Linked DNA regions of Mus musculus: all the other regions are linked to region 5. The links are chromatin contacts, called in public Hi-C and promoter capture Hi-C maps. All regions are on one chromosome and are shown on one strand. The core of a region is the stretch at or near the end of the contact, and the rest is flanking DNA. Distances in the headings are between cores, read along the strand shown.

Region 1 (4,193 bases), core at 1,233-3,732, 1.3 Mb before region 5:
GGTCCTGACTCACAGGTTGAAAACCACTGGTCTAAACCAGAAAGGGCTGGGATGCAGTTGAGTGGCAGAATCGCAGCCTAGCATGAGCGCGGTGTCCAGGATAGTCCTGTACCACAATGGCTCAACCACATGTCTCTATTGTGCTCCTGACTGAGCTCATGAAGAGTCTTAAAAAAAAAAATCCTCAAAAACAAAGCCTCAGAAATCTCTATATCCACCAGTCCACCAGGGGGATAGTTGGAGTCATTCCAACACATCTATAAAGAATATTATGCAGCAATTATAATATATGTGTTGACCTGGAGGAACGTCCACAAAATATTCTGTTCAATTAGAAAAGCAACTCCTCAGTCATTTATATTTTTATCTCACAAGCAAATCCATCTCGTGTATGTGCATTTCTTTGTGCTCAGGACACTTCTGTTGCCACCCTGGAGACTTCCAGGAGGGAGAGTTTCCAAGTCCCACAGTACACAAAGGGAACCCTCAACCCCTCCTTGCTTCAAATCATCTCCAGGCTCAAAATATTAATTGTGCTGAGGCTGAGAAAAATCTGGCTTAGTGTGGGTCGGGGACAGAAAGAATAAATGCCAAATTGCCAGCTTGTGTTGTTTGTGTTATATGATTTTTTTTTTACAATGTGCTTTTGATGCACATTGACTAAGAATGGCCTCCATGGTCTCATATATTTGAAGGCTTCGTCATTAGGGAGTGGCATTACTTGACAGAGATTAAGAACTATGGCCTTGTTGGCAGAAGTGTGTCTCTGCAGGTGGGCTTTGAGGGTTCAAAAGCCCAAGCCAGACCCAGCGTCTCTCACTTCCTTCTGCCTGTGGATCCTGAGGTAGAACTCTCAGCATCTCCTCCAGCACCATGTCTGCCTGGATGCTGCCCTGCTTCCCTCCATGATGATAACGGGCTAAACCTCTGAATTGTAAACCAGCCCCAATTAAATGTTTTCCTTCATAAGTGTTGCCGTGGTCACAGTGTCTCTTCACCCTAACAAAGACATCTAGTCTTGGTTTTCCTGAGTGTTCTCTAAAGGAGGAAAGATGGTGGAGCTGGCTGATGGGGCTGACTGGGGTTTTCCCTCTTAATGTGGACACAAATCAATAATGGGTTCATTGGAGGAAAGATGCCTTGAATTAGGAATTAATCCAGATGATTGTAGTGGAGACAAGGAAGTAAAAATGAAAACTATGCAAAGTGTAAGCCCATCTTCACAGTCAAGAAATTTGGTGCCTCATTATAGGCTATTTTTTTTTCTTGGTTGAGGGCAGCCATGAAGACCAGGTTAGTTCCTCTGAAGGAATGTTCCACCAGACCCTTTTGAAAATAACCTACAAGGGGTAGGTGACAACACCCAGGAATTTAGTCCTTTGTAGTTTTCCTCAACTTGACCTTTTGTAGTCACAAGCTCTATAAACTATATTTTTGGTCCAAGCGGCAGGATTTACTAAAAGTCATTTGATATTATTATGTCAGGCCTCTGCAAGGTACTTAAGATTTCATCACTGGGACGCAATTAGGGAAGCATAGATACTGTATGCAGCCATAGTGTTTCAGGAATGTTCCACAACGAGAATAAATCGAAGAAGCCAGTGTTTGGAAATCTAGTGAACGCTCTGCCGTGAGTTGTCAGGCTTTACCTGTGTGCAACACTGAGCAATGGAGGACGTTTTCTGTCTAAATTAGAGACTTCTGGCCACGGTGCCTATTGTCATTTCCAGTTGCATTATTAACTTTCTTTCTGTCCCTCCTCCTCCTAGTATCCTCATCGTGGTGGAGTGGCCATCAGGAGGTATCCTACATCTATGCCTCCAAAGCCCTTCTGCACCGCACCCCCCGCACCCCCCTCATCCTTGTCCCTGGGGCCAACACCATCACCTCCCATAACATTACTATAGGAGGAAAACTGAGGACGGTGCAACAGCTTTAATCCCAGCAGAGGTAACCAGATCTCTGTGAGCTTTAGACCACCCTGATCTACATAGGGAGTTAAAGGTCAGCCAGGCTACATAGTGATACCGTGCTTAAAAAACAAAACAAAACAGAGTGGAGGAGGGAATTGAGGCTAAGACTGTGTGTGTGGGGGGGTGTACTGTCAATTTCTGACGGAGTGGGCCATTGCAACAATTTGGTAACAACTAAAGCTGTCTGCAGTCTCGAACCCGTGGCTAACAGGCATAACAAACACAACAGGCTTCCTGAGCTCACGCCCAAGGTTGTATGATTCGTGGTGGAAGCCCTTGACTGCGGGAACTTCGGCTTCCACAGCACCTCCACTACAAGAACTACTATGTGGCTGGGACACTGGGCGCGAACACTCAAGCGGACAGGTCATGAACCCGAAAGCCGCTAGCTGTCAGGGTGACTGACGCCACGCCCCGGAGGCGGCGGGAGTCTGCGCGGCCCACGAAGAGGCAGAACTGCGCATGTGCGGCGTCTACTTTTAGCGCTGCTTCGGCTGGTCGGGGCAGGAAGCGGAAGACTGACCGGGCGTTGTTAGACTCCCACCAACGGAAGTCCCGCCCATCTTGCTCAGCCTGTTCCCGGAAGTGCATCTGCTTGTCTCGGGCGAGATGGCTTCAAGGTTACTTCGCGGAGTGGGCGCTTTGGCGGCGCAGGCCCTGAGGGCCCACGGCCCCCGTGGCGCGGCCGTGACCCGCTCCATGGCTTCTGGAGGTACGTGACCAGCTGGGCGGGACAGGCCGGTGTCCATGGCCTCCGGCGTGGTTGGTGATGGGCGGTCGAGCGGGGTCGGCCATTAGCGTTCTCTCGAGCCCTGCTGACCACCTTAGGCTCCGGGAGCCGGCGCTCTGTCCGGTCTTGCTGTAATTTCGGCCGCCCACCCGATCGAACCCGCTTTCAAAGTGCCCTCACTGGAAGGTGCCGGGTGACCTTGGAACACAAGGACTTGGAGGGCTGAAAAAGCGCTGGACCAACATTCAAATCCCTTGCCCGCCACCAGCCAGTATACTCTCATGACTTGATTGTAGGGAAAGTCGACAACCAAGCTTCCGCGGTGGGAAGGGAAAAACGGTATGGCTTGGGAGTCATGCCTCAGTGGGCTTAGGGGACTGTGGGAATGGGTAGCTTGGGAACCCACCAAAGAAGCGGATAACGTCACCTTTCCCGTGTTGATCTTTTTATCGTGTATCCATCGTGGTCATATCAATTGCCGTAGCTCATTTTTCTTCTTCTAGGTGGTGTCCCCACTGATGAGGAGCAGGCTACTGGGCTGGAGAGGGAGATCATGATAGCAGCACAGAAGGGACTGGTAAGGAGAAATGCTGTGTCCTCTGGAGCCCTGGGGCTTGGATGGGATTAGAGGAGTTCCTGTCAGCCAGCGTCTGGTCCTGACAACCCAGCTTGTAGGAACGGCCCTTTTGCAGTGCAGTGGCAGGCGTTATCTGTCATAAATAGTCAACTCTTGTCTCTTTCAGGACCCATACAATATGCTACCTCCAAAGGCAGCTTCAGGCACCAAGGAAGACCCTAATCTAGTCCCGTCCATCAGCAACAAGAGAATAGTGGGCTGCATCTGTAAGCACTTTGTTTTTATTTTCTGGCCCATTTGTTTATAACCTGCCTCACAGAATGTCTATAAATTGCTTCAGATATGTGTGTATGATGGACTGTATGTGTGTAAAAATGTAAATATGTGTATACATTGTTGTAAGGGTTGTTGACTGTCTTAAGTCTCAGTATGCATGAGAAGTCACAGAAGGCAGATGACCCTGGAGCTGTAGTTACAAGCAAGGCTGTGAGCCACTTTGCTGTGGCTACTGGGAATTGAACTCAGGTCCTCTGGAAGAGCAGTCCATGCTTTTAATTGCTGAACTATCTTTCCAGCCCAGATTATTTACACACACACACACACGTATGTACATACATATGCCAGGTACTGTTTGTTTCAAGCACTAGGGATACACATGAGTACAGATCCTGTTTTGGAATTTTGCATAGGGACTGGAATTGTTAGAACCTACAGTGACCCCATACAAGGTTATCTTACTCACAGGTAAATGCATCCCCGCTTTTTCATTTGAAGGAGCGGAGCGTGAAGTGGTCTCCTAGTCAGTGGCAGTTTTGTTGCTGTGTCCGAAGTGTCTGTAGGAAAGAGGTGAATGCTGAAAGCCTCCCTCTGTACATGGACGCTGGATGACTGTCAACCGTCTTTCCCTTTCAGG
Region 2 (3,854 bases), core at 743-3,242, 1.4 Mb after region 5:
TGTGTAATTTTCCACTAAATGCATGCATCATGGGAATTGTAATCACTGACCTCTTCATTCATTATCTTTGCTTATTAAAAGGTCATTCTGTAACTACATCTGTGTCCCAGAAAAACCATGATCATACTGTCTGGAAAAGTACAGTGTCTTGGCTCAAGAGTCAAGATTGAATGTGACCTCAGTTTAAGATACTACAAACAAACTAAAATTGTAACACCTTCTGTCTCTAACAACTAAAATCCCCTTGTACAAACAACATTGTTGTCATTGTTAGACAAGGTATCACTATGTAGCTCTGGCTGGCTTGGAACTCCCTATATAGATCAGGCTGTTCTGCAACTTACAGAGCTCCACCTGCCTCTGCCTCCCACTGTGGAATTAAAAGTGTGTGCCACCACACCTGGCGAAGTGAAGCAGTTCCTAGTCATGACTTTGCACTCTTGCCAAAATGTCCTAGTAAAAATTTAGCGATATAAAATGGCTTTAATTTCTGTTCATGTTGTAGCTTGACGATCTCAAAGTCAGCCAGTAATATACTGAAAAAAATCTAATCTGAGTCATCTAGAGAAATGCTATTAGTGCTCAGATGGACTTCATATTATGGAGATAAATAGCCTTGCTTTTCTGTAGAAAAGCTCATTAGAAATGAGGCAGGGGAATTTTTTTTCCTTTTTGATTTTTTAGCTTAATCATGTGTGGACGGATATGTCTAGTTTATTGACTCCTTAAATTATTCATGTTTTACTTTTAGTATGAAGTCAGGAACTCACAGCCTTTTATAAACTCAGCTTTTCTAATTAACCATTATTTATTAACCATAACTAATTATCATTTCTTGCTCAAGTCAGCACACTCTGACTAGTGGGCTCCTCTGTCTTCTTGCTAAAGATCCCAAATTCACATTTTCATATTCTCTTTATAGCCCTTCCTCCCTCTCCCTCCCTCAGTCTCTACTCTCCCCTTCCCTCTCTCCTCCCCTTACTCTTGGATCTAGTCTCATTGTGTAGCCAAGACTGGCCTCTGTGTAGTCCGTCCTTAATTTGGCATCCTCTTGCTCTGCCTCCTGAATGCATCGCTCCAGACTTCCTTTTAAATTATTTTTGAGTGGCTCTGCTTGGGAGATTGCGTTGCAATTTTCTGAGCTCAACCCCAGTACCAATCAGCACTCCCATAGAACCCCTTCTGGTTTGGATTCTCTAAGAACTAGAACCGAGCCTGTCTGCTCCTTTCCTCCTAGCCCCACTGAGAAGTCATCAGATATTGTCAAGCGTGTTTAGCCCACTACAGTCAAGGATATCTCGAACTCCTGATCACCTAACTCAACCCACAAAGTTCTGGGATCACAGGTGTGCACCACCACACGTGGCTGTGGACACTATTTTCTTAAGAGAGAGAGAGCAGTTGCCTGTCCACCCCAAGTCTGACCTTTGGGGAATCCAAAGGCCCCAGCATCCCTTAGCCAAAGGAGGCAGAGACATAGGTTCCTTGTAAGATCGTGGAGTTTCTGCCTGCCTGTCTTCTTGCCTGTGAGATCCTGAAACTTGCTCATTGCTGAAACTCCAATAGACAGGCTATTCGGACATGTTTAGATTCGGAGATCTATTTTCTACGGACGTGCCTGGCATTTCCGTGGGCATTTTCGACTTGGAAAATAAATTCTTTTGTTGTCGTCTCGGTCATTCCGGGGACCTTCCGCCAAGCACAGTATCTAATAGATTAAACAAACGTAGAGTGAGTGAGCGAGTGCACCCGAAAAACTGGAGTATCTTCCCTCCCGGCCGGGCGTTCCGAATCCGGGTTCGGGTTGGGATTTAAATCCCATCCCGCACCTCCACTGCTCAAGGCAGATTGCAAGAAGACTGACAAGATCGACCCCGCCCTGGGCCCGCCCTGGGTCCGCCCCATGCCGCTCGCTCCGCCCCTGACGCGCGCTGTATTTACGCCCCAGCCTAACTCCTAACTTCCCTCGCCACACCTCTTCCTCCTCGCCTCCCCGTGACCCGGAAGTTGTACGGCTACGCGACTTTCCCTCCCACAAACCCTCGCGCCCTTCCTTTCCTACTTGGGCCCGGCAGAGTGAGTATGGCTGCGGGGTCGCGGCTCTGAAATCCGGCGCCATCCGCGCCCGGCGCGGGACGGGCAGGCTCGGTGGGGTTTGTCCCGCGCCGCGCGGAGGCTCTGCGGTCCGGGGCGGTGGGAGGACGGCCTGCGGGGTACGGGTGCACCTTAGCTCGGGCTTGGGCTTTCCCACTACCTGCTTAGAGCCTCCCTCCCTGTCGCCTGCGTCTAGATGGCTCCCGCAAAGAAGGGTGGCGAGAAGAAGAAGGGCCGTTCTGCCATCAACGAGGTGGTGACCCGAGAATACACCATCAACATTCACAAGCGCATCCATGGAGTGTGAGTACCGGGCGGGCGGTGTGGCCCGCGACCCCCTTCGGGCTCCGGCCGGGCTGGGCTGTCACCCGCGAGCCTTGCTTACAGACTGGGTGCTCTAGAGGGCAAGCGGGTTTATTCCGGTGTGGTTGTGTGTACGTGGAAGGTGTGCGGGGTTTGGCTTGCACGGCAACCGGCTAGGAAATGGAGACTGGAGGCTGTGATGGAGTTTGAGGGAGCGGTTAGACTTGGGGAAGGTTGGTGGTGCTAAAACGTGAGTTCTGGTAATCCGGACGTGTAAAAGGAAAGTCAGTGACTTGTACGCTGCAGGAAAGTGGCCGGTTACTACCTCAAGTGCGAAATACGATTTTTTTTTTCGTCGTCCGATTATACAGATTTGTGCAAATTCGGGGCAAGTTGTAGTAAAGTGGCGGTTACAGAGAGTGATTGCGGTCCTTATTTGTACACGACCTATCTGCATTTGCGTTCCAGCCCTAGAGCTTGAGTTCTTGGACTTGATGGTTTAGTATTTTCGGAGAGATTTTGCCGGGTTGAAATGTGTGTCTGCACCTAGTGGGTTGCCCCAAGGTCTTTGCCCGGTATGAATACTGCTGGTGGTCGGCCACGTTCCTTCCTCTATGGTTGGGCATATTAAGCACTATGAAGCACTATTTAGGCCTGTGACAAAGTGAAAGTAGGCCACAAGTTAAAGGTGGTGTGGGTGTTGCCCAGTATGTGGAAGGAAGAGTCGCTCTCAGGTGAAAGGTACTCTTTAAAAGCAGCCTTGAATAGAGCATTGTAGAAGCGAGTCGTACCCCCCCCCCAGGCCTTTTGTATTTTGTTGATAAGGCCCTATGTGAGAATCTCTAGCCTCCTTCATTCTTTGGTAATTTCTTGGTCCCCATTGTGGTGTAAACCAAGCCTCTGCTTTGTTCCACTCCTTGCTTTCCCTGTCTCATTCATTCGGGTAGTAGTTGAGCCCAGTGCTAGGTCTGCCCTCTGAGATCTACTCACTGACTGCGGCAGCCCCACTTTTTCCAATTCCCTAACCATAACATTGAGATTGCTCAGTGCTCCATCTCTTTCCTGGTCTTTGTAAGTGATACCACCTGACTGGTTGCTTGCGTGAGTTTTTTTCAAGCTAGCTGTGAAGTGGGTTGTCTGGGCACTAGAGACAGGCTGCGGGTAGGTAGAATAGAGAAAGCAGATGCTCTTTGTCTCACTTGGAGTGGACTTGACGGGTGTTGAACAGACCTGGGCTTTTTTGGTTGATTGGTTTTTGGATTTGAGGTCTTCCCACCCAGCCTCCATGTTGGGATCATTGGTGCGTGCACCATGCTCTAGAAAGGTTCAAGTTTTTTGTTTTTTAATAGCCCTCTATCATGTACCCTGGCTATATTCATAGGAGAGTGCCTGCCTCAATTCCACAGAACTTTGTCTTCCTTTTGTATGAGTGTTTTGCCTGAATGCTTGTATGCTCC
Region 3 (4,034 bases), core at 1,029-3,528, 1.2 Mb before region 5:
TCTGGCTATGAACAGGAAGTCCAAGATGCCAGTAGCTGCCCAGTCCACAAGGCTGGGTGCCTCAGCTGGCCTTCAGTGTAAGTAGGCTCTAATGCCAGTGAAGGAATAGCCATGCTGGCAGGCTGAGGGCAAGCAGGCAAAGAGCCTGCTTCCATGTCCTTGTATCTAGGCTTCCAACAGAAGGTGTGGCCCAGACTAAAGGTTTGTCTTCCTGTCTCAAGATCCAAACCAAAGACTTGTGTGTGTCTTCCTATCTCAGAGGTCTGGACTAGAAGTAGATCCACCTTCTTCAACCCAAGCAAAAAAAAAACAAAAAACAACAAACAAACAAACAAACAACCCCCCCCCCCAAAAAAAAAAAGAAAACCAAAAAAACCTTACAGGTGTGCCCTCCATTTCTGGATTGTGGTTCATTCCAGATGTAGTCCAGTTGATAAGGATAGCTATCACAGGCAGAGTTTGTTTTCAGGCCTGTTTTAATATTCACAATGGCCCCAAGAGGTAGAAACGGATGAGGGATAGAAGGCATCCTAGCCAGGCCCAGAAGGAAAGTAGCTGAGTCACTGTGTGTGTGTGTGTGTGTGTGTGTGTGTGTGTGTGTGTATGTGTGTGAGTGAGTAGGGGCAGGGGGGTGTCAATCCAGGAGGGACCCTGGTGAAAGAGGTTGTCCTTGTGGCTGGGGCTGCAGGGCAGGTGGAGGTGGTGGTGTTGGCAATCGAGTTGACCTCTCTGGAAGGCTGAGGCTCCATCTCCTCCCCTCCCAGGGCACCTGCCATATTTTTCCCACTTGAGGTCTGATGTTCCTTTAGCTATGGAGCCAAACATGGCCTGCCTAGTTTCAGCTGCCTGCGCACTCGGGCCTCTCTGGCCAGTGTGAGGCAGAGGGAGGTTTCCTAGAGGAGGCCAGGTTGCTTCTCCTCAGAGGCACACCTGGAGGTGTTGGGGCACAGGTTCAATTTTTTTCCTAGGCTCTGAGTTCACAGTTTACTGGACACCCCCCCTCCCACCAGACGCGCTGAGTTCCCTAGCATCCGGTAGCCCTTCCCTCTGAAGTTCAAAGGACGTGCCTCCCTCTTGCCACCTCATGGGACAATGCTCCTATCTGTGGCGATCTGCATCCTCTCCTCAGTGAAGCAGACATACTGCGGGCTGCAGCTATGACACTGTTTCCAGTCGCAAGCTTCTGGACACGAAGTGGGACAGGAAGGGGCTTGTGGCTTGCTGAGACCAAGATGTCCCTTCTCTGAGCACTGGAGATTCCCACCTCGGAGGAGGAGAATGCCGCCCATTTCCCCCACCCCCAACCCCCATCCCCGGCCCCTGATGCTTTCAAGTAACTGGTGTGGCTCCCAGAGACCTTGGGGCAATGCACATTTCTAGTATGATCTAGATATGTGAAGTGGTCAAGGTGGTAGACCCTTGTGGGGCTGGACTAGAGTGTATGAGTGTCGGGGGACCCCGCCTACTTGTCCCAGCTCCAGAGCCAGTTCTTCCCAGAGCTCCTGTAGAATAACCCTGCCATCGTGGCTTTTTCTAGGTGAACACCAGCCTAGCTCTGGAGTCCCAGTGGGCTCACCCCTCCCTCACCCCAGCTTTAGAGCTTTAGAGCCTGCCTCTAGGGTTCCGGCAGAGGCCTGCCCCTGGATGCTTCCAAGAAATTGGGCACTGTACTGTCTAGATTTATATCAACTTGACACGTATTATAGTTATCTGAGAGGAAACCTCAATTGAGAAAACGCTTCTATAAGGTTGCGTTGTGGGCGTCTGATGGTGGGTGGAGCCATTCCCAGGCTGGTGGTCGTGGGTTCTAGAAGAAATCAGGCTGAGCAAGCCAGTAAGCAGCAGCCCTCCATGGCCTTCGCATCAGTTCCTGCCTCCAGCTTCCTGCTCTGTTTGAGTTCCTGCTCCAACATACTTCGATAATTAGCTGTGGAAGTATAAGCCAGGTAGACCCATTCCTCCCGAACTTGCTTTGGTCACTGTGTTAATCACAGTAATAGCAACCTTATCTAGGACAGGAACACATTGGGGACCCCTCCTTTCCAGAACTTGCCCTTCCCCCAACACTCCAGGTGCCCCCCTCAGGTGGGGGCTCACTGTGGGAAGCAGCCTTTGCCCCAATCCCTGGCTGCTACAATCCCCACCTTCCTCTTGTGTTCCCGACACCCTGCGGCTGGTACTGCGTGACCCCGGAAATGTGCTCTGCCCCGCCAGGAGCATGTGGCCTGTGATTTTCCTTCCACACAGCATTTTGTTGCTTTGACGTCAACTTCAAACACGGCTCTCTTTCCTGTCTTCGCATCAAGGAAATAGGCTGAGCTGCAAAGAAAGGTGCTGGTGAGAAAAAGTGCTCTGGGGACACCAGGCCTTCCGGCTGGGCCCTGCCGTACCCTGTGAGCTGTGATAGCCTCGAGGGTGTCCAGGTGAGTGGCCACCCTTTAGCCTTTGGTGGAGGGAGTGTGACTGGGTGTCACTCCCTTACTCTGATCTCTGTGTGAGGAGGGTGGGGTCCGCAGGGGCCTGAGGCTGGGCTTGGGTAGGCCCAAGTGGTAGGGACCTGAGACTTTGCAATCGGTGGAGCTAAGGGGCGCCCTTGGGGAAACAGGTCACCCGAGGGGTGCCGGTGTCTTTTTCTGGGTTCCTAGACTCCTGTTGGGTCGGCTCCTTGGCTTTAGAAAGCAGCACAGGCAGGCTGGTACAATAGGCCTGTGAGCTTGGACAACAGAATGTCAGTAGCTCTGGAGAGGGGCTCGAGTCAGGCTCCACTCGGAGTCAGGTCATGTTAAAGCAGGGGAAAGGAACTATCACTAGATCTCTGCTCCGTAGCTGTGTGCTCTTGACAGTTGTCTTGGCCTCTCTGAATCTGCATTTAAAAAACAGATACAGAGTTGGCTGCCTGTTAAATGCTTGCCTTGTTTGTTGGCCAAGAGGCTGGAAGAGGTATCTCAGACAGTGAGGCCTGGCAGAAAATAGCAGGGTTCCTGTGAACGGTCACAGTGACATTCATTGCTCTTGTCTTAGCTAGGACATCAAACACACAGTAGGTGTTTACTGAAGCCTTGCTGAAAGATTGGGGTCACCAAGTCCTAAGTTGGAAAATCGAAGGTGTCACCTGCTAAGGTTCCTCTGACAAACCCAAAGTTCACCTGACCTTCAGTTTTGCCTTTGCAACCCCCGCAGATGCTCTGGTGGGCCAGCAGCCTGGAGGGTGTTAAAGTTTACACTTTTTAGGGCCAGGGGCCTGGGTCCATTTAGATCTGCCTGCTCTTTATTGCTGTGTGACCTTGGGCAAGTCACCCCACCTCTCTGTGCTTTCACAGTTTCTGTATCTGACACCTCATTCAGTGTTCAGGGACATAGGTGCCATATAGTTAATAGGTTGTTAGGATGCTAATTGTTATCATTAGCTCTGGAGGGTCTCAGGCCCTGATCACAGATTCTGGAAACTTCCACGAGGCCTGCAGCATCTGAACCACCCTATACTGACCACCCCTGCTCAGGCCCAAGGACCACAGGAACGGGGTCATGCTGACCTAAAGCCAGCTGACGCCGCCTGTCCCCAGTGGGCACTAGTGTCTGGAGATGTTTTTGGTATTAACTTGGGCAATCCCGGCATGCAATGGGTAGATGTCAAGAATGCTGTCAAACACCCCTTCCCACGGCCCTTCCCTCACCATTCCTCTACTCTATGGGCACTGTCCTGGGTCGCCCCAATGTTTTCTACCTATCTTTTACTGTCCTATAGCTGGATATCTAGAGAGCAGAAGCTGCCTTGCTTAGGGGGGTCACGTCATTTCTAGAATCCAGTCAGTGGAGGCTGGGCTGGGGTTCTGACCATTCTGCGGGGTTGGAGGGACATTGCCCCATCAATTGACATATGCTCAGCGAGCTAGATTTAAGACCATCTCTGGCCCCCACCAGCCTCAAGGCCTTGGCAGTCCAAGTAGTTCGGCTGCAGTGTTGGGGTCTGCGGGGACATGGAGTCCCCGGGGACTTGGCTCAGAGCTCTACGGTCTCTTCTGCACCGTATTAGT
Region 4 (3,785 bases), core at 1,254-3,753, 1.1 Mb before region 5:
CAGGGAGTAAAGAGATAAACTAAGCTTAGCTATCATTATAAGTCTGACCAAACTTCCTGAAAACAAAAACAAAAACAAAAAAAACAAGAAACAAAAACCAAAAACTCAACAGCACTGGGGCAAATGTTATATTAGTGCCACATCAGAGGCCAAAGACATTGTGTCACAGTCCTGGGTGAAAATCAATTCCATTTTCTCTACTTATTCAAAATAAAAACATGACTGGAATTTGATCTAGAAGCAGCATGTTTTGAGAGTAGAACATTTATTGAGAACGTTTTTGGAACGTGTGATTAAAACCAGACCTACTTATGAGAGACTAAGTCATATGATCTATATTAATATAATTACTCCTAATATCTTACTTAAATAACTATTTGGTCCATACAAACTGTTCCCCCTGATACTGCATAACCACAAAAGCTGTCTGATTCAGCCAGGCCCAGTGGCTGATTCAATCACTTCCTTTCATACTTAACACGCTGGCAGCTATTCTACAGGCTCAGCCCTTATATATATTTATGAATATTAGAGAGGTGCATGGACACGTAAATTATGCAAATGGAAATACACAAATATATTTTAGACTAATGTCTTCAAACAATAACTTTATTTACTTAACTGTACCCCCAAAATTAGTGTATAAAATGACAATTGAAAAATAATACACTTTAGAAGGATAATGAAAACTTAGATTCAATCACTACTTCAGTTCCCAGTTCGTGAGACTCAAAAGCACCTAGCTAGGCGCCTATACCACACAAGGCAATCAATAGCAAAGCAAAGCCAGCGCCCCTCTAGGTCACAGTGAAGCACACAAGTACACATGCCCATTCAATTATCACACTATAAAAGGTTCACTCAACACACATGGGCAAATGTTGGCTACCATGGCCACCCATAACAACACTAAACTAACAGGGGATCATAAATAATAAGAACTATGACAATCCCAGGCCTGACCATCTTAAAGCAGCATTTTTTAATGTTTAAAATAATCTTGCCTCTGCCAAATCCCTGCTTGCCTGTTAACCAGGCTGACTCTGTTTATAGAGTTAAGTGAGAGAATATAATGTTTCTAAGGAAAATAAATAATAAACTGACACAGAGTTGCACTTTAAGGCTAATCTGGTTTACTTTACAGCTGCTAGCCAGTAACAGCGACTTTATACAGGAAAAACAAAAATAATCTAACTAGTTTTCTTCTTAGGGAAAAAAAAAAGCAGCATTCACTGTGAATTAATTCATGAAGGTTCTGTGACTGCTCACACTTCTCCTTGGGCTCACGTTCAGAAACAGGTAGTCCAGAACACCCCCACCCCCAAATTAGTCTTCAAGACTGCAAAGTAATTTCTGATCTTGTCAAAGTACCAGTTTTACAACCTTACAATATTAGAGGAGTTATTAAAACTGGAGTGCGGCTTCAATTGTGAGTTACAGGTGAAGGGTGTGCAAGCTGGGAACTTGACATTCGTTTCTAAGGGCTCACACATCAAAGAGAAAGGCACCGAATTACGTGAGGATATTAAAGCAGAAATGGAAACCGGCTTCCAGTAGCTTACTAGAGGCAAATGAGAGTCTATTTAGGGCTAATAACAAACGATCCTCCATACCGCAAAGGGATAGTGAAGAAGGATACTAAGGAAACAAGAGCCTCTTCAAAGAGATGTCCCAGCAAATAGAAATTTTATAAGCCGTGTATTGAAGCCTTTCCACCAGTCTCGCTTTTTTTTTTTCTTCTTTTTTAACCACCGCATTTTAAAGTGAGCTCGGTCCGCATGCCCAAATTAAAACCTGACAAAGGGAAAACAAGAAAAGCGTCCCGCGATCGACCTAGCAGGAGCCACCAAGAAGCCTAAAAGCGGGGTGCCTCCTCGCATAGCGGGCCAAGTGGCAAGAACCTACAAGAGAGCTCGGGAAGTTTTATGGGCACTGACAGTAGACGAGGGAAAGACCGGGACACGGTGAGGGGAAAGGAATCACGGAGCAGCGGCAGAGCCGCGGCGCGCGGCCGACGCGGCAGCTCGCCGAACCCCGAGTCGCCGGCTCGGGACGGGGCTCGACCCAGCAACTTCGCGCCGGCGCCCGTCGCGGGCCTCCCTCTGCCGCCTGTCGCCCGCCGCCCGCCGCCGGCAACCCACCTTCCTTCTCGGCCCGCGCCGCGGCCACCACGAGGGTCATCACCAGGTGCAGCGCTCCCAGGAGGCCCGCGGCTGCGCTCCGAGGACCCCCGCCTCGGCCAGCCGCGGGCTCCAGCCCGGCCGCGGAGGACGTGGAGGCGGCGGCGGCGGCGGCGGCTGCTCCTCCCGCCCGCTTCCCCATCCTGGCGGGCCGGGGGCCGCCGAGCTCGAGGTCCTGCGCGACCCTTCTCCGCGAGGCGACGGCAGCGGCGCGGGAGCCGTGGTCCGGGCTATGGCCGCGGTGCCCGAGGAGAGAGCGGTTGTGGGCCCAGAGCTCGGGCTCCCGGCGTGGGTCTGGGTCGGTGCGTGCGTGGGAGCGAGAGTGTCAGTCACAGTCTCGGCATCGGCATCGCCTACGAAGAGCCGGAACGGAGAGGCCGCGGGTCAGGCACGGCGGGCGGCCATACTGGAAACGGGCAAGGGCCGCGGGCCCCGGCGCTGGCCTCTAAGGGGCGGGGCAGAGCGCAGGGGCCCGCCCCCTCCGTGCCAATACCTGGGCGGCCCGCCGGTTCGCGTGCTCCCCGTGGACTCCGTGAGCTCCGGCTCCTCGCCCCGCCCTCAGAATCACACGGGCTTCACCGACCGGACGGGCCGGGGCGGCCAACCGCACCCTGTCACTGCCGCACGGCCCGGGAGAAGGAGGGAGAGGGACCCGGGCCGGCCAGGAGTTAAGATGGCGGCCGGAGCTTCACGGAGGCAATGACGGCAGTCACGTGGGAGATAGGGTAGCCACGCTGCGCAGCCGCTTTGGTGCGTGGGCGGGGCCCGGCCGCGCCTCCGACGCCGGGACAAACCCGGGTCTAGTGGTACTGCAATGTCCGAGCCTTTCAGAGGGCTGAGTGCGCATCCGGAGCCCAGCGCCGACAGTCCGTGCCAGTGATTTCTCGGGTCGCACCTCTGCCTCTCGGTGGCTTTGACGTGGGAAGTGTTCAGGGTCCGATTCAATTTCTTGCAGTGCTTCCTTAAGAACGGGGGACCCGCCCTCTTTACATTTGTGTCTTCCAAAGCGTACCCAAGAGGGACTTAATGGAACCTTCGTACCTCTTGTTCACAGGAAGCCCTTTTTATGCAGTTTCTTTGCTTGCTTGTATTTGGAAACTTACCATGTGTGTAAAAAGCATTAGTTGGGGCGGGGTGGAGGAACAAGGCGAGGTGTGCCAGAAATCAGACTGGGTTTTCTCTGTCTTGGAATGATCAATATGTTTCTATGCGCATACTCCTTTCAAAGGCCAAAATCAAAGATGGTGTGTCTTAGTCTCCTGTAAGAAGCACCTCATGTCTCCCAGGTTAAAGTTTGAGTGTGTGTGTGTGTTTTTCTGTGTGTCTGTTTGCTCGATACAAGTCTTAATCTAGGCCCTTTGGGGAAGGGGAAGGAAGGATATTGTCACAGTTTGGTAGCCTGGTCACTTCCCCCCAGAGCCTAGCCCCAGAGTCTTTTTTTGCTTTTCTCAGCTTTTGGTTGAGTTAGTCGATCTATTTAAAAGGCCACATTTGCCTATTGCATGTCTTAGAACAAACTAGAAAAGAAAATGGGATTTCAGAAAACCTTTTTTAAAAGGTACTCAACGTTCTTCCTTCTGCTGTCGTCCTGTTTGTGAAGCAAAC
Region 5 (3,973 bases), core at 75-2,574:
CGGGGGCTTTGTTGTTTTTTTTTTTTTTTTTAAAACAGGGTCTCTGTAACAGAGCCTGAGAGGTTAACACAACAGATGCCATGTTGGAGGCACTATTTTGGCCTTAGAACTCAGCATGTAGGCCCCAACACCTGCCAAAACCAGAATAAAGATGTAAACCATCAAAGATCTCATTTATGGTTCCAGAATCCAGGGAAATCCCTAAATACACTAGCTTGCTTTTCGGCATACTTCCTCAAAAATATCCTGACATAAACGTTACAAGTCCAGGTGACAGCCCATCGCTTCTACGACTAAAGGCAGGCTCTTGAAGCAGAGAGAAGTAATTACACACACGTCTACTTGTGTCCAACATCTGCTGGAGAACAACATTAATCTGGGAGTAGATTAATTAATGCAACCAAGACAATCCCTACTCTCTGAGCCATGCCCACTGGCCAACCTAATCTACCCAATTTCTCAATGAGTCTTTCTTCCTAGGTGACCGTAGATTATTCTATCAAGTTGACAGCTAAAACTAATCAGCTCACACACAAAATAAGCCTGGGCATGGTGGCTCATGATTACAACCTCAGCTCTCAAGGGCAGAAGCATAAGGGTCACACCTCATATTTGGAGCGATAGGCCTGGGCTACATAAGGTCATTTAAAAACTCCAACTGTCAGCTTCTCATAAATACTATACAACTGAAAAGAAGCTGTACTCCCAGGATCCCTAACTCGGGGAAGAGAGAGAAGGATCCGAGACCAGCCACTCAGAATCTGCATCACAGTATTCGTTTATCACCGAGAATTTCACAGGAGACCTTTACGTTTAAATGCGGAGCTTCACGCGACTAAAAGTGCTGCCCTGAATTAGGCGGAGGTGGTCACTGCCTTTATATTGGGGGTAAGGACATAACTTTCTATTTATTGAACCAAATCGAGTATTATTCTTACCGACGAACTGGGGGCCCTGACACCTATGTACTCCCCTACAAACTCCTAACCGAAACCCTAACCCCATGTACCTGTCAGCAGACTCTTCGCCACTCCCTGAGCTCAAGAGACTGGTGGAGTAGTTCCGGGGGGACCCGATTTCGCACTAACTGGGGCGCATGCGCCGTAGCCTCCGCAGCCGCCCAGACGAGGCCCTCCCAGCCGCTCCCTCGATCCCAGCCGAGGATGTGTCCTTCATCAACACTGGGACGCTGTGGCACTATCGGCCACATCACCCTCAGCCGTACCTGGACTATTGATGAGGCCTACGGAGAGAGGAAGCCGCAGATCAAGAATACCCACCGGGTTCACACAGGTTTCAACCTCGCAGCAATTGTTAAGGGCAGAGAAGGGGCTGTTAACTCCGCCACTTCATTGGCTACAGTCCTCTCGCGATACAATGTGAGACACTCGCGGAAAGGGCGGTGGCGAGTGACGAAAGCCTCGGAGAAGCCCTATCCTCCGCCACCCGGAACTACTGGCTTCCGAGCCTACGCTTCACGTGGGCTAATGGCCGGAGGGATGGGCGCTAGGCACGTTGGGAATTGTAGTTCTTTGTGCACTGACTGCGGGTCCCGGCTCTACCGGGAAACGAGCCGGGTCTTGAGCCTGAGTGACAGAGGGGCTTCATTTCTCGTTGTGTTTAATAGTTTCGAAAGTGTAGCTTACAGTACATTATAATTTATACACAGCTCACACTAGTAACATCGCCCCGAAACATGGAGAAAATTTTCACCATGCCAGGATCTTCCCTCCTGACTTTCTTAGGCACATGAATTTTTAGAACTTGCTCATACGAAGATTCATATTAGGGGACCCGTTGCTGTGTCCTTATGTCTTTTTCCCCTTAATAAATGTACACAGTTGACAATTCATGAGTGTTTCTGAGAGGGATCCCATTTTTTGTCCTGCCACCCCCAGAACGCTCATCATTGACTCTTTGTGGTCCTGTAATGGACTTCCCGCAGCTGAGGCCGCGTAGGCAGGGGAGAATTTTCAGTCCCACTTCTGCGTCGAAAGCCAGCCCCGGGAAGGGTGCCGACGTGAGAAATGAACGGCCTCATTGTCGTCCTCTAGGTTCTAGAACCCGGGATCCGCCGGACGTCGGTGCGCGGCGCTCACTTGCGGCGAGGGGGCGCCTGGGTTCCCACCTGGCCGGCGGCTCTACTGGAGACGCTCTAGCCGAAGCGCCGCTCTCGATGAGCCGCGCCCTGCGTCCCCACGCCGAGGCGGCGGGGCGATGCGCTTGCGTACTGAGGGCTCACACCATATGTGCCCTGTCCCAGTGCGCGGGTCTGTGGAGAGCCGGGTGCGAGAGGCGGCGGCGCGAGGGGGACCGAGCCGAGCGGGCATTGGAGTCAGCCGGGAGACAGTGGGTCTGTGAGACACCGAACCGAGGGGCCGGGGCCGCGAGCGCCGTTGACAAGCGATGGGGAAGAAACAGAAAAACAAGAGCGAAGACAGGTAGGCGGCGGGGCTCGGGCCGGGGGTCCTCCGGGAGTCGCGCGGGGCCCTGGATGGGCGAGCCTCGACGGGGCGCGTCCCGCGGCCGGGGCTCGGGCTGGGGTCCGAGGCGTGGGGCTGAGGGGCTCGGAGGTCGTTTGGGGGTCCGGGCGGTGTGGGGCCGGGCTCGGGCGCTGCTAAGCCAGGCCTACGGCCCAGGTGAGTGCGAGCCGGGCCCGGAGAGCCCGGGTGGGGCGGGCCGGGAACGGCTCCCTCGCCTCCCCTGGCCCTGGGAACGCCTCCCAGAGCGGCTCAGGAACTTCGGAGGTGCTCGGGGTTGCGGAGAGGTAGCCCAGCGGCTCCCTCCTCCCGTGTGCCAAGTTGGAAACACTTCTGGGGTTATTTAAAGTCCCGGTTGCCCAGTCCTGCTTTCTGGCTTTCCATTTTCCGGCCTCTTTTTTTTTTTTTTTTTGCGTATGTCTTGGCTTCCTACCGCTTCCCTTAAGAAAGGAGGAGGGGAAGAAACCAGTCAAGGGTCGCTGCTTTCTAACCTTAAAAGAAAAAGCCTTTTCAGGGGAAGGAGTGTGTGTTTATGAGCTACTTAGGCGGAGATTTGGGGAGCATGCCTGTGCCACGTTCGATTAAGTTCTTTTACCCTTTTCAGTTGAGTTGACTTCCTGGGCGTCTGCAACCATCTGTTCCATTTCATCTTTAAGTAATGGCCATTCAACTTAATTTAAAACACTACAGGTAACCGAAAACAAAACCAAGCCTTGTGGCACTTCATCGCTGTGGCTCACACAGACATGGTTTTGAAGTTAAAGCTGTTGAAGTGTATGTCGGAACACTTAAGTGTGTGGACCTCGCAGTTGGCTATCTGGCAAGAAGAATTTAAAGACTAGGCTTGTATTTTGGTTTTAGGTCTGTTGGAGAATGTAAACTGGTCTGCGGAATAGATTCTGGGTTTCTTGTGGCAGAGTTAGTGTTTATGAGGAACAGGGTTTATTACAGATTTAGATGTGAGCATTAAGAGGGACAACAGAGGAGGGTTCTGTAGAGCAGGGAAGCTGAGAACTTCCTCTAGAATGGGGGTAGGGCTTCTCAAAGAGTGGCCTGAAAGTTACTGTTAGTCAAATCAGGAGAATAAAAAGAGGTAAGCAGATATTCCTGAACCTTTGGTAGGACATTGGCATACGTGAGTAACATTTTATTTATTTATATTTTTCTGAGAAGAATTTTGAGTTCTATCAGTCATCTATCTATGTATGTACTCTGCATTGTCTGTTTCTGTGTTAAATCATCACCCTACCCTGCCTTTGCCGGTCTGCAAACATCATCACTTGGCCAGTTCTAAAATACCCACTTGTTGGACAGTCTAAACCAAATCTGAGGCCTTTCATGTGTACAAACGTCAGGTGTATCTGGAAGATAAAGGTTGTGCTGGGGCCCTGTAGAAATGTAACAAGACAACCACAGTTGGATTGGACTAAGGAATAGGAACTGTTTTCTTACCTCTAAAGCTAGTTTCTGTTTTCCCTGATAGCGTTTTTTAG

The links. Promoter capture Hi-C pulls out the DNA fragments that hold promoters and counts their contacts. A called contact is a pair of places that touch in the nucleus more often than the background predicts. Capture Hi-C pulls out chosen DNA fragments and counts their contacts.
Region 1: a Hi-C map of CD8 T cells shows a contact between it and region 5, with 6 times the contacts expected there. The contact joins the promoter of Cox5b here to the promoter of Txndc9 in region 5. A contact is called at or near these places in 5 of 39 promoter capture datasets (the 3T3-L1 cell line, embryonic stem cells, hippocampal neurons and 2 more), 4 of 484 Hi-C or Micro-C datasets (CD4 T cells, CD8 T cells, muscle stem cells and 1 more), 1 of 115 datasets of contacts at active chromatin or transcription factors (astrocytes) and 2 of 9 other capture datasets (adipose tissue and liver).
Region 2: a promoter capture Hi-C map of adipose tissue shows a contact between it and region 5, with 2.9 times the contacts expected there. The contact joins the promoter of Rpl31 here to the promoter of Txndc9 in region 5. A contact is called at or near these places in 9 of 39 promoter capture datasets (the 3T3-L1 cell line, the C10 cell line, embryonic stem cells and 4 more), 5 of 484 Hi-C or Micro-C datasets (B cells, CD8 T cells, the G1E-ER4 cell line and 2 more), 4 of 115 datasets of contacts at active chromatin or transcription factors (astrocytes, embryonic stem cells, large pre-B cells and 1 more) and 3 of 9 other capture datasets (adipose tissue, liver and pancreatic islet).
Region 3: a promoter capture Hi-C map of pre-B cells shows a contact between it and region 5, with 4 times the contacts expected there. The contact joins the promoter of Zap70 here to the promoter of Txndc9 in region 5. A contact is called at or near these places in 2 of 39 promoter capture datasets (embryonic stem cells and pre-B cells) and 3 of 115 datasets of contacts at active chromatin or transcription factors (embryonic forebrain, embryonic stem cells and thymic regulatory T cells).
Region 4: a contact with region 5 is called in a promoter capture Hi-C map of liver, with 2.3 times the contacts expected there. The contact joins the promoter of Tmem131 here to the promoter of Txndc9 in region 5. A contact is called at or near these places in 4 of 39 promoter capture datasets (frontonasal cranial neural crest, liver and pre-B cells), 8 of 484 Hi-C or Micro-C datasets (B cells, the G1E-ER4 cell line, embryonic stem cells and 2 more), 4 of 115 datasets of contacts at active chromatin or transcription factors (astrocytes, cardiomyocytes, large pre-B cells and 1 more) and 1 of 9 other capture datasets (liver).

What each region holds. Positions count from the first base shown.
Region 1 is chr1:36,689,005-36,693,197 of GRCm38.p6, forward strand. It overlaps Cox5b (cytochrome c oxidase subunit 5B), which reads left to right and starts at 2,483. Exons shown (of 4, transcript NM_009942.2): 1 at 2,483-2,685; 2 at 3,207-3,280; 3 at 3,447-3,546; 4 at 4,193. The coding sequence starts at 2,583.
Region 2 is chr1:39,365,859-39,369,712 of GRCm38.p6, forward strand. It overlaps Rpl31 (ribosomal protein L31), which reads left to right and starts at 1,993. Exons shown (of 4, transcript NM_001252218.1): 1 at 1,993-2,397. The coding sequence starts at 2,291.
Region 3 is chr1:36,759,520-36,763,553 of GRCm38.p6, forward strand. It overlaps Zap70 (zeta-chain (TCR) associated protein kinase), which reads left to right and starts at 2,279. Exons shown (of 13, transcript NM_009539.3): 1 at 2,279-2,423.
Region 4 is chr1:36,937,024-36,940,808 of GRCm38.p6, forward strand. Tmem131 (transmembrane protein 131) reads right to left here and starts at 2,504. Exons shown (of 41, transcript NM_018872.2): 1 at 2,142-2,504. The coding sequence starts at 2,322.
Region 5 is chr1:37,995,884-37,999,856 of GRCm38.p6, forward strand. Txndc9 (thioredoxin domain containing 9) reads right to left here and starts at 1,325. Exons shown (of 5, transcript NM_172054.4): 1 at 1,226-1,325. Eif5b (eukaryotic translation initiation factor 5B) reads left to right here and starts at 2,127. Exons shown (of 24, transcript NM_198303.2): 1 at 2,127-2,441. The coding sequence starts at 2,407.